Linked DNA regions of Rattus norvegicus: region 2 is linked to region 1. Evidence: chromatin contacts called from public Hi-C data. All regions are on one chromosome and are shown on one strand. Each heading gives the region's core, a stretch centred on a gene start, on an enhancer-like site or on the middle of the called end of the contact. The rest is flanking DNA. Distances are from core to core; before and after follow the strand shown.

The links. A called contact is a pair of places that touch in the nucleus more often than the background predicts.
Region 2: a contact with region 1 is called in a Hi-C map of liver, with 3 times the contacts expected there. The contact joins the promoter of Aven here to the promoter of Slc12a6 in region 1. A contact is called at or near these places in 6 of 12 Hi-C or Micro-C datasets (the A7r5 cell line, the Rat2 cell line, Schwann cells and 2 more) and 1 of 1 datasets of contacts at active chromatin or transcription factors (oligodendrocytes).

What each region holds. Positions count from the first base shown.
Region 1 is chr3:119,523,759-119,529,468 of GRCr8, forward strand. It overlaps Slc12a6 (solute carrier family 12, member 6), which reads left to right and starts at 2,854. Exons shown (of 25, transcript NM_001109630.1): 1 at 2,854-3,127. The coding sequence starts at 2,857.
Region 2 is chr3:119,749,781-119,755,490 of GRCr8, forward strand. Aven (apoptosis and caspase activation inhibitor) reads left to right here and starts at 3,630. Exons shown (of 6, transcript NM_001399518.1): 1 at 3,630-3,914. The coding sequence starts at 3,684. All of the region lies in intron 1 of Chrm5 (cholinergic receptor, muscarinic 5), which reads right to left.

The DNA of each region.
Region 1 (5,710 bases), core at 1,604-4,103:
CACCCTCACCGATGAGAATAGAATCTAGGGCCTTGGATATGTCAAATATCTCAAAGATTGAATACAGCCTTTTCGTTTTTCTTTTTTAAAGATTTACTTATTATATGTAAGTACACTGTAGCAGTCAGAACAGGGCATCGGATCCTGTTACAGATGGTTGTGAGCCATCGTGTGGTTGCTGGGACTTGAACTCAGGACCTCTGGAAGAACAGTCAGTACTCTTAACCACTGAGCCATCTCTCCAGCCCTGAATACAGTCTTAATGTTTGAACAGGTTTTCTTTTATTCCCAGGCTATTAAAGTACACTGTAGCTGTCTTCAGACACACCAGAAGAGGGCATCAGATCTCATTTCAAATGGTTGTGAGCCACCATGTGGTTGCTGGGATTTCAATCAGGACCTCTGGAAACTTAACCACTGAGACGTGTCTCCAGCCCCAATTTTATTTCTTCCTCCTCTTCTTCCTCCTCCTCTTCTTCTTCTTCTTCTTCTTCTTCTTCTTCTTCTTCTTCTTCTTCTTCTTCTTCTTCTTCTTCTTCTTCTCCTCCTCCTCCTCCTCCTCCTCCTCCTCCTTCTCTCCTTCTCTCCTTCTCTCCTTCTCTCCTTTCCTCCTTTCCTCCCTTCCCTCCTTCCCTCCTCCTTTTCCTCCTTTTCCCTCCTCTTTTTCCTCCTTTTTCCTCCTTTTTCCTCCTTTTTCCTCCTTTTCCTCCTTTTTCCTCCTTTTTCCTCCTTTCCTCCTTTTTCCTCCTTTTTCCTCCTTTCCTCCTTTCCTCCTTTCCTCCTCCTCCTCCTCTTCCTCCTCCTCCTTCTTCTATAAATCTTTTATACGTTTTTAAGCCCGGAGGGGTCAGATCGCCTAGACCTGGAGTTGCAGTCAGTTAAGAGTCGCATGTGAGAACTGGGAACCAAAATAGGGTTTCCTTCAAAGCAGTAAATGCTTTTAACCACTGAGGGTCACTCTAGTCTCCTGATCCATTATCAGGTATGCCGATTTAACAGTTTGCACCTAGGAGGAACTAAGTACTCAGGAAAGGCTCCAGGGAGCTCCTGCATTTTGATCAAACTTTCAGAAAGTTTACAAAACGTGATTGAACTGAAAGTTATTAAACACCTTGACGAATTAAACGCTAAACATTCTAGGGTTGGTAAAGTAGGTCAAGCCCTGGGAATGGTGCGGTGCAGATACCCCAATGTCCTCTCCATGTCTGTATAGTTCTCTTTAATGGAAATTTAAGCCTAGTTTGCAATTTCAGAAGGATAGGAACAAGAAGGGGGAAAGTAGCCCACGATGAAGATGAAAATACAGGCGTTTTAGAGAAGACAACTGAAATTTTACAGAGGTCACATCTAAGGTAAATAAATACAGTAATGGGAGGTTTGGGTGCCATAATGTTAAATTTTTCAGGGAAATTTTTATTAGAGATGATCCTTGCGGTTCCGGAGTGAATGTACATTGACTGCCTCTAAGCAGCATGCTGAGTACAAGCAGCACAGGTTATCAAGAGAAAAAGCAGTTTGCCACACGCGTTCAGGCCGTGGAACGGACTACAGTTCCCGTCGTGCTCTACGTGAGAGTCGCCGGTTCGCGCAGCCGCGCTGTCCTCTGTCTCGGCGCTGCATACTCCGGGCGGGGCTGCTGTTGCCCGCCCGCGGGACGGCGCCGCCCTCTAGCTGGCCAGACTACTCCGGACGGTTAACCTCGAATGAGGAACGAGCGGGGCGGGAAGGGGAGGGCTGCGGCGGCGCGGGCAGAGCCCGCCGCGCCCGTGGCGGGGGGCGGCGAGGTCACGTAACGGCCTCGGGCGTCTGCCGGGGAGGGGGCCTTCTGTGCTCTGCGGCTCCGAAACGGTTAGCGGCTAGTAAACAACAGCTGCGCGCGCACCCGCATCAGCTGGCGCGGGCTCCCGCACCTGCGACCTCCTCCTCCTTAGCCCGGACCAGCCTGCCGGGCCGTCTTCTCGGCCGAGACCCAAGAAAAGCCGGCGAGAGGCTACCCGCCCCGGCCCCGGGAGGAACGCGCGTCCTGTCACACTCAGGGCAAGCACGGCGAGCGGTCGTGGGTTCGAGGGACTCGAGACGACCTGCCACGACCCTGCTGTGGGAGCTGCCCTGATCCGCTAGCCGCCGCCAACAGCTCCTTTGCCAGGACGAGACCTCTGGGAGGCAGGAATCCACTCTGCCTCGGCATCCTCTCGTTGCTCTCCTCTTTCTCCATCCTGTAGTGTGGGGGTATTTTCCCGTTATGCATGCGCATCTCTCCCACCAGACCCAAGTGGATTATCGACCTCAAAAACATCGGGTGGCTCAACACACACCTCCTCCCAACCAGACCTGTGGGGTATTCACCTGATACACAACAGGTGGCTGGTGCACACCTTTGCGCAATCTGATCCACGCTATACACGCCTGATAAGGGTGGGCCTGCATGCTCTGTCCTCAGCTAGAACCGTGGGACACTCGGCAGATAAAGGACTAACTACCTCATCCGGACCCTGGGGGTTGAGCAGAGGGAGGCGTCACCAGCTGCTGTGAGATCATGGCACGGAGCCCTCAGCCCTGGACCAGGGGAGATAGCTAGGATTCTGAAGGAACCAAGTTACACAGGATTAGCATCGTTTTGTTCTCATTTTGTTTCTCAAAAATTATTTTTTTCAGTTACTGGTGGGGCACTTTATAAAACAGTTGACTTGAATTCTAAGTAGAAGGATTCTTAATTGGGCCTTTGTGGGATATAAATCAAGGTAATTGAGGTTTTTTTTTTTCTTTCTATTTTTGCAATCAAAGGTAGCTAGTGTAGGAGGAAGAGTTTTTGTAAGCTTTTCCTTTTTTCTTTGTCAAAAAGGAAAGGAAAAAAAAATGCATCCTCCAGAAACCACCACCAAGATGTCTTCAGTTCGGTTCATGGTGACACCAACAAAGATTGATGACATTCCAGGTTTATCAGACACCAGTCCGGACCTCAGCTCTCGATCTAGTTCTCGAGTAAGATTTAGCTCCCGAGAAAGTGTGCCAGAAACAAGCCGTAGTGAGCCTATGAGTGAACTGTCTGGGGCCACCACTTCTCTGGCAACTGTTGCCCTAGATCCTTCCAGTGACCGGACTTCTAACCCCCAGGATGTTACCGAGGGTAAGTAGAAACTCAGAGAACAGGATGTTTCAACGCCTGGGGTGTCCATGCTGGATAACTATTCTGTTTTATAATTATCACCTGGAATTAAGGCCCGCATTCCTGTGATGCTTAGGAGTGTGGGAATAATAGCGACAGTTAGTAGGCCACTGCAGTAGTCTTTTGGCGTGGGAAGGTAGCTGGCAAGAGGTCAAGGAAATGTATATTTTGATTTCCTCATTTTTGCCTTATAACCAAAATGACTATTTTTAGTTAAAGATAAATAACAAAATTAAATCGCTTACATCACAAAAAAATCCTAAACTAAAATTTTAATGGGTTGGCTGTGTGCTCTCTAGAGAGCTCTGGGCTTTGACTCTTAAGTCAGCATTTAAGCCAGGTTGTTACTTCTTGTGTCTTAGTGGTTTCTTTTTGAAGACTTAGTTGGGTGTCATAAAATTATTTTTTGAAATATATGGTTTTATAGAGTATGTAAAGTAACTGAATTCACTCAAGGAGATGTTATTCTTTTGAACAAATGGAGCTTGCAAGAGGGCCTTCAAGTGCCTGATTCCCACATAATTTCCCTGCTGAACTTTAAATAACTATTTTGTATATTGTATATTGGGTTTTTGTAGTCAGGACTTATAGAAGCCATTTCTGTTCATATTGGACACTTTCCAGACTTGACCTTGAACTGACCAGACTGACTGAAGTTTTCATTTGATTTAGTGGGAAGAGGTGATACAAAGAGAAAAGTTACTTTTTCCAGACTCAAACGTTTGAGAACTGCACTTAGTTTTATGCCACATTTGGACCAGCAAAATCTTTGTGGGGTTTTTTGTTTGTTTGATTGATTGATTTTGTTTTGTTTTTAAGTTTTTCCCTTAAGAATCTTAAAGACTTTTGAAAATTCTATTCTACACAAGTTTGAAAACACGGTCTTAACCACTGACTTGTTAAAGCAAGGCTGATTTACCATTTCCGGTCTCAGGAAATATTGTTCCTCCTGACCTTAAGTGTTCCGGAAGCCAGAATAGTTTTAGTTCCTCAAATTTGTTTGTTTTCAATGTCTTGAGAAAGATAGACTTGGTAAAGCTCATAGTTCCAGAATTTACTAATCTTTAGCTGGTCGTGTTTCTCTTATGGCAGTAGCTATGTGTTAGTTCCTGGTCTAATGCTTTCCATTGCTCAATAAACCTTACACTGGGTTATATACACTGTGTCAAAGGTGAAATATGAAATAAAAGATCATAACTTCCTTTTCTACCATATCTATTTATTTATTTTTGTGACAGGATCTCAAATAGCCCAGGCTGACCTTGAATTTTCTGTGATCAAGGATGAGTTTGAACCTGCCTCTACCTCCCAAGTGTTGGGATTGAAGGTCTTCTCAACCACACCCAGTTTTATGTGATGCTGTGGATGGAACTCAAGGCCTCTTGCATGCTGGCCGGGCACTCTGTCAACCGAACTACATCCCTAGCCTGCACCAAATTACTTCCAAATTATAGTTTTAATCTTTAATTCATCACACTACATTTGAATTGTTAAAAACTACAATCTGCGTAAGTCCCTTCAAGGAGTACTGATACCTTTTTATTGAGTCCTGTATTCCAGTTGACATGATAAGGACTTACATCTTTATATGCCTACTTAGACTGTAACTTCAATATCTACATCACTTTGTGGTGCTTATTTACGTATTCTTTCCCAACCAGACTATAAAGTTCTTGAGGACGGGATAGTTTTAGCGCCTAGTAAAATGTGTGGTATCACATCTGTTTTGTGCTCAGTAGTGAGTCAAAGGACTTCCAGACATATCCAACAGTAATTCAACAAAATTTTAAAAGATATGGTGAAGGGCCAGAGGTGAAGGCACACTCCATTAATCCCAGCACTTGGGAGGCAGAGAGTAGTGGATCTCTGAGTTAGAGACCAGGCACACACGCGTGCACACGAACACACATTAAACACAGTGGAAGGGAGATGAAGCAGAGAAGGAGTGTATGTGTGCATGCGAGTATGATGAGAGAATTGCTTTAAATATTTCTGTCCTAGTGCCATTTTTAGAGACTGATTTATTTACATTAATATTAAAAAAGAAAACCTCTCCAGCTGATTCAGCTATGAAACTAGTGCTGTCCACAGCTCAAAGGGAAGAATGACTAGTGCTACATACATGGAAAGCACTTTGATATCATTTGAAAGGTGATCCAACATGCCTCAAGTGCTTAGGGCACATCTAGCTTTTTAAAAAAAAATTAGAGGATGTTATAGAACACTTTTTACATTTGGAATCACCACATTTCCTGTGGAAATTACCCGACCTAGTTGCTTTCCCAGTTCTGTGATATTGTATATGTAGGTCTCATCCAATCCCAAGTCCTTTTCGTAAGATGGTGGTTTTAAAATGCCGAGCATTTGTTTGTTTGCTTGTTTGTTTAGTCCTGTCTGTTTCCTTCAGGTTCCGTTGGTGTCTCAGGCAGGGGTCCTGCCACTCCTGGGCCCTCCCCCACGGGAGCCCAGAGGCCTTATACAGTTTCCTCTTTGGCCAGGGATGTGGGCAGGGGTGGGCAGTGTTGGTGGTCTCTTCCGCTCTGC
Region 2 (5,710 bases), core at 2,380-4,879, 230 kb after region 1:
AATTTTAAGCTATCATCTTTGTCACCGAACACAGAATTTTGTAAAAGGTACTGTACCAACCATTTTGATGTTGGTCACCCAGAGAACAGGGATAGACTGTTGTGGGGCCGCAGACTGTGAAAGGTATCCTGGTTCCTGGTTGAGATGAGTTTGAAATTCTGGTGACCTTCAGGAGGGAGGTAGGCTTTTACCTTAACTCCTAGGAGACCAGGCCCGTCTCAAGTAGCTACAGCCCCCCCATCCCCCTGTAGAGAGGCTGTGGCCATCAGTCACCTAAAGGCTTGACCACGCCTCCCACGTGTAGATAAGGTATTCCCAAGCTCTCTGGCCAAGCTAATAGGCAGCACCTCCGGTCAGACCCTGACCCACCCCAAAACTGTATATAAGGATCCTCTCCAGAAGGATTAAAGGCAGCGGAGGCAGCAGAGGGCGGAGGCAGCAGAGGCAGCTCGCCCCTCCCTGCTCGAGTTCTCTTCCTTTTCGCCTGAACCCTCGTACCTGGCCAGGCCAGAGATCTTCATGGAAAGCCTCCAGTACGAAGGCCAACAGACTGTCAGTGTGTTCTTAAAATGCCCATTCTGTCTAAGAAAATATCTTTCTGTCTGTCTTTAAAAAAAATCCTGACCGTGAAGCTCAAACTTGCCCCAAGGAACTTGATACTCCTAGTCAATAGGAAGTAGTCTAATGATAACGCTGTCCCATTTCCCACCAATGACTTTATTCAGAGATCTCTTTCCTTTCTTCTCTCTTTTTTTTCTTCTTCTCTTCTACATGGTGTTAAGGGGTTGAAATAAGCAGATATTTTTGTTTCCTACCTCCAGTTAACAAAAACACATACTGTGTTTGTGCAGTAGGGTGAAAGAGAGAATAAAGTAGCAAAAGGCCATTTTGCTTGTGTTATATGGCATGCCTGTTGAAATGCAAAAATCAAGTCTTACTTAAAGAAGATGCTACATTATGTGTTTTTGTTAACTGGCGGTAGGAAACAAAAATATTTGCTTGTTTGTAACTTACTGACATCAGCTCTTATTAGTGAAAAATGTAAACTATAACAACAACAACAACAACAACAACAACAACAACAACAACAACAACCCAAAGTGTAAAACCAGAATTTTAGGACTGGAGAGGTGGCTCAGCGGTTAAGAGCACTGACTGCTCTTCCAGAGGTCCTGAGTTCAATTCCCAGCAACCACATGGTGGCTCACAACCATCTGTAATGGGATCTGATGTCTTCTTCTGCTGTGTCTGAAGACAGATACATTGTACTCATATAAATATGATAATAAATTAGTCTTTAAAAAAAACTCCAAACCCCCAGAGTTTTAGAGAGAGGGAGGAAGACCAACTATAATCAAGTCACGGTCCTCCACCATGTGAGAATACAACAAAAAGTTTGGGGAACAAACACAAGGAGCCTCACTAGACAGGTAATTTGCCCACACCCTGCTCTGGGACTTGACAGCTTCAGAACTGTGAAAACAGATGCGCTGTGAGCTACCTGTTTCATGGCATTTTGTTATACTGGGCTAAAAGCTCAAATTGCTCACTCCCCTAGGTATAGTCTTGCTTTGCAGAAATTTGCCAATTTCAATCCTGTGAAAATCCCCACAGTGCCAAATTTTAAGCTACCAACTTTGTCACTGAACACAGAGTTTTGAAGAAGATGATGTACCAAGCCACTTTGAGCCTAGTCACCCAGAGAATGGGGGTAGACTGTCACTGTGTTCTTAAAAATGCCCATTCTACCTGTCTAAGTCCTTGGGGCTCCTTTTTTGTGCATAAACAAAACAATATGATTCTCTTTACTATTTTTATGGTCTTGTGGTCTGTGCTTGGTGCTTACGATGAGATGGGACTACTGATTTTGAGAGCTGAAAATAAGGAAGAACATATTAATCTTAAGTACCACTGGCATTCTGAATTTCACAGGTAAATACAAAGATTCTCACTCTACCATCTGTCTATCTCACCAATAGAAAGAATAAAAATATAGCGTGCATCAAGAAAAGAAAAATGTAGAAATGATTTTTTAAAAAAGAAAATAAACAATGGTGTGTACTGACAAAGTTAACCCTTTGGGAGCGAGATAGCAAAATTGCAAGATAGCAGTGTTAAAATGTTACTTATTGGGCTGGAGAGGTGGCTCAGAGGTTAAGAGCACTGATTGCTCTTCCAGAGGTTCTGAGTTCAATTCCCAGCAACTACATGGTGGCTCACAATCATCTGTAATGAGATCTGATGCCCTCTTCTGGTGTGTCTGAAGACAAGCTACAATGCTCTCATACATAATAAATAAATAAATTAAAAAAAATGTTACTTATTGCTACGAGACAGGACAGGGGAGTGAGGGTGACTAGGATTAAAGCTTTATATATATGTGTGTGTCCAAATATTGTGATTCAGGCCACCTGTCCTGATGCGTTCTCCTGAACCCTTAACTCTCTCCTTATTGATGACATTCGTGATCTGCCCACTCAAGCAATACATACGGACATCTCCACTGCCTTCAGAGCCTAACTTCCTCATTTACATTTGAATGTAAAATCCTAAATTTCCCATTTCCTAGCTGCCTTCTTGGCTCTCATTTCTGTTTTACACTTTGACAACTATGGCCTGAACTTTTATGTCTCTGACTAAAACTTAAATCTCTTTTACAGATTTTCTCAAGAGCCATGGAGACTTTGAAGCCGGGCGACCCTAGGTTTGAATCATTCTGTTAATGACTAGCTATAAAGCCATAAAAGTTATTTAATATTTGTGTTTTCTTTTGTGCGAGCTTCAGGGAATCCACTTGAATCTGCCTCCCCCAGTCAAATAGACTCAAGACAAGAATTGTCAATAAACAGCGTGTTTTCCTCCCTCCCTGCCTTTTCCTGAGGGGGCGGAGATCCATTTCCCTATCCTTGCTCCTGGGACCCTTCCTTTGACTCCCAAGACCTTGGGCCTAAGAGTCTCAAATGTACACCTAAGAAAAAGTTTTTCTCCCAAACTCCTTAACTTTATCTTTTGCCCATAACATCCAGGTGTCCTCTCAGAATCTGCATCCGGGAAAGCTACAAAGCAGTTACCCATCGGTGCTCTACACCTCCCAGACTGGACCTACACACTCCTACCCTTAGATGTCCCCTGGACAGCAGTGACCAGCTCTTCCTGGACTTGACCAACATCTTTCCTGCTACCCTTGTCTTTGGACACCGTCTAGCCAAAGTTAAGCTCTCTAGCAAAATAAGGGTAACAAGAGTACCTATGAGAACCAAGGGCTCAGTAAATGTACGTTACAGCAACTACATTTACAAGTTCTCTTCAAGATTTTCAAGCATCTTTTCCCTTTCCTACTGGACCCTCCATCCACTTGAGCCACTGTCCACAACTGTGATGTGGGACTCATCTTCAACCCACACCTCCTTCCTAAATCCTGACTTTAAAATGGCTTATCTTTTTCAAGTTAAGATGTTAACTAAACTCATTGGACATCTTGGGTTTTGCGTCATTTAAACACTCGTATGAATTAAGAACTATCACACAAAGTGATTTTAAGGTATCCTTTTATTACAGATCACTTATGTGGTCCCCGCCCCGGCCGGGCCCCGCGCCCTGATCACCGCGGCTGGCGCTCGGCCGCTTCCGGTGGGGCCTGCGCTCTCCGCCGCGGCTCGCGTGCTCTGCTCGCCGGCGGCCTCATGCAGGCTGAGAGAGGGGCTCGAGGCGGCCGCGGGCGGCGGGGAGGCCGGGAGCGGCCCGGAGGGGACCGAGGGCCGGCCGGGGCCGCGACGGCGCTGGCGAGAGGAGGCTGCGGGGACGGAGGCGGCCGGCGGGGCCGAGGCCGGGGCTTCCGCCGAGGCCGAGGAGGTGGCGCCCCGCGAGGCGGCCGCCGGGAACCTGGAGGCCGGGGCGGTGGAGCCAGCACGCGGGTAAGGGGTGCGGGTTGCTGCGGCCGCTAGCCGGCGTGCAGGGCGCGTGAAACCACAGCGCCTGCGCGGGATGGAGCCGGGGGGCGCGCGTGGACGGTGCACGCGCAGCCCCTGGCTGCTTGTGGCCCAAGGACTAGGCGATCAGCCTTGGGTTTTGTTGGTACCGGAGTCCCATAGCCTGATGGAGACTAACGGCGACACCTGGTGTCCAGGCTTCAGCCCGGCGCACTGTCACTGAAGTTAACTTCCTGGCGAGCGATGTCTATCTGAATGCGCTAACCCAAACAGATTTACTCCTAGAAGTGTTCCTCTGTCTTCTGTTTCCTTTATACCCATCCCACATTGCCTAGGTAACGGTGTCTGTTGTCACCCACGTCCGGTTGGAGGGACATAGGGGAAGATTATGTCTTCATTTTGGTTTGGATTAATGATCGCTAAGATTCTTCCCACTCTTCAGATTTGCAATTAGTCTCGCTGAGAATACCATTCTGGGTACTTAAGGATTAGATGAGGAGAGACTGACTGACTTCACGAGGCCTCTCTGTGCTTATGGTTGGGCACAGTGGTGTCAGGATTGACTGCCGTGCTCTGGAAGCAGACAGTCAATAGAGTTCCAGCTCTGTAGTGACCATTGTCCAGCTGCAGGATTCCACACAGTGCACATCTTGCTTTCCCTCTGGACGACTAGACTGCAAATGGAAACAACTTCTAGATGTGTGTACTCCTCCAAAGTAACTTACTCTGGATCTAAGAAGCCCTGAAATCATTCCTTTTAAAGATGGGTGATATGAGCCCTGAGCTTACTGAGTTTGATAAGCAAATTATCAGGCCAGTCACTTTTACCGCAGTGTGATATTACCCTTAGTGCAATGGTTAACTTCACAAAATGCAAGAATTTGCTTAGTATCTTTTTTTAGAAATATATTAGTTTCTCTGTGCCCATGCACGGGCACATGTGTGTTTGTGTGTGTGTGTGTGTGTGTGTGTGTGTGTGTGTGTGTGTGTGTGTACATAAGTGCAGTGCCAGCAAAGGCCAGAAGGCATCAGATCCTTTGAGCCCACATTTCAGGCAGTTGTGTTTTCCAGAATAGCAGCAAACCGCTCTGAGTCCTCTCTAAAGGTATTTGCACTCTTGGCATATGCTCCCATGCACACACACATTCATGTAAAGAAGCACAAGAATGCAAATGTTTGACTCCAGTTCCTTTGAACATATACCTAGTAATAGGATTGTGGAATCCTTACTGGTGGTTATAGTTTTCATTTTTAAGAAAAGCCATACTGCTCTTTGTAATGCTCTACCAATTGATGTCACCACAGCACATGACAGTTCCTGTCTCTGCATTTTTGTTAGCCCTTTTTATTTTTCAAATTCTTCATCCTCTTTCTCCTTGTCCTGTAGATAGGGTCTCACTATGTAACCCACACTTGCCTTAACTCAATATCTTCCCGCCTCCACTTCTAAGGTATGGGATGGCACGTCTGTCTCCTTCACCACATCTGGGTTTATTTTATTCATTTAACCGTTTGTTTGCTGAGACATAATCTTACGCTGTTCAGCCTGGAACTCAAGTTCAAAACTCATCCTGCAGTGATCTCCCAGGTGCTTGCATTACAGGAGTGCTGGTTTTTTTTTTTAACTGCATTTTTGTTGTTGTTTTGTTGTGGGCTGGTTTTTATTTATTTTTTATTTTTTAGACAGGATCTCAGTATGTAGCTTTGGCTACCCTGGAAATTCACTCTGTAGACCAGGCAGGCTTTGAACTCAGAGATCTGCCTGCTTTTGCCTCCTGTGT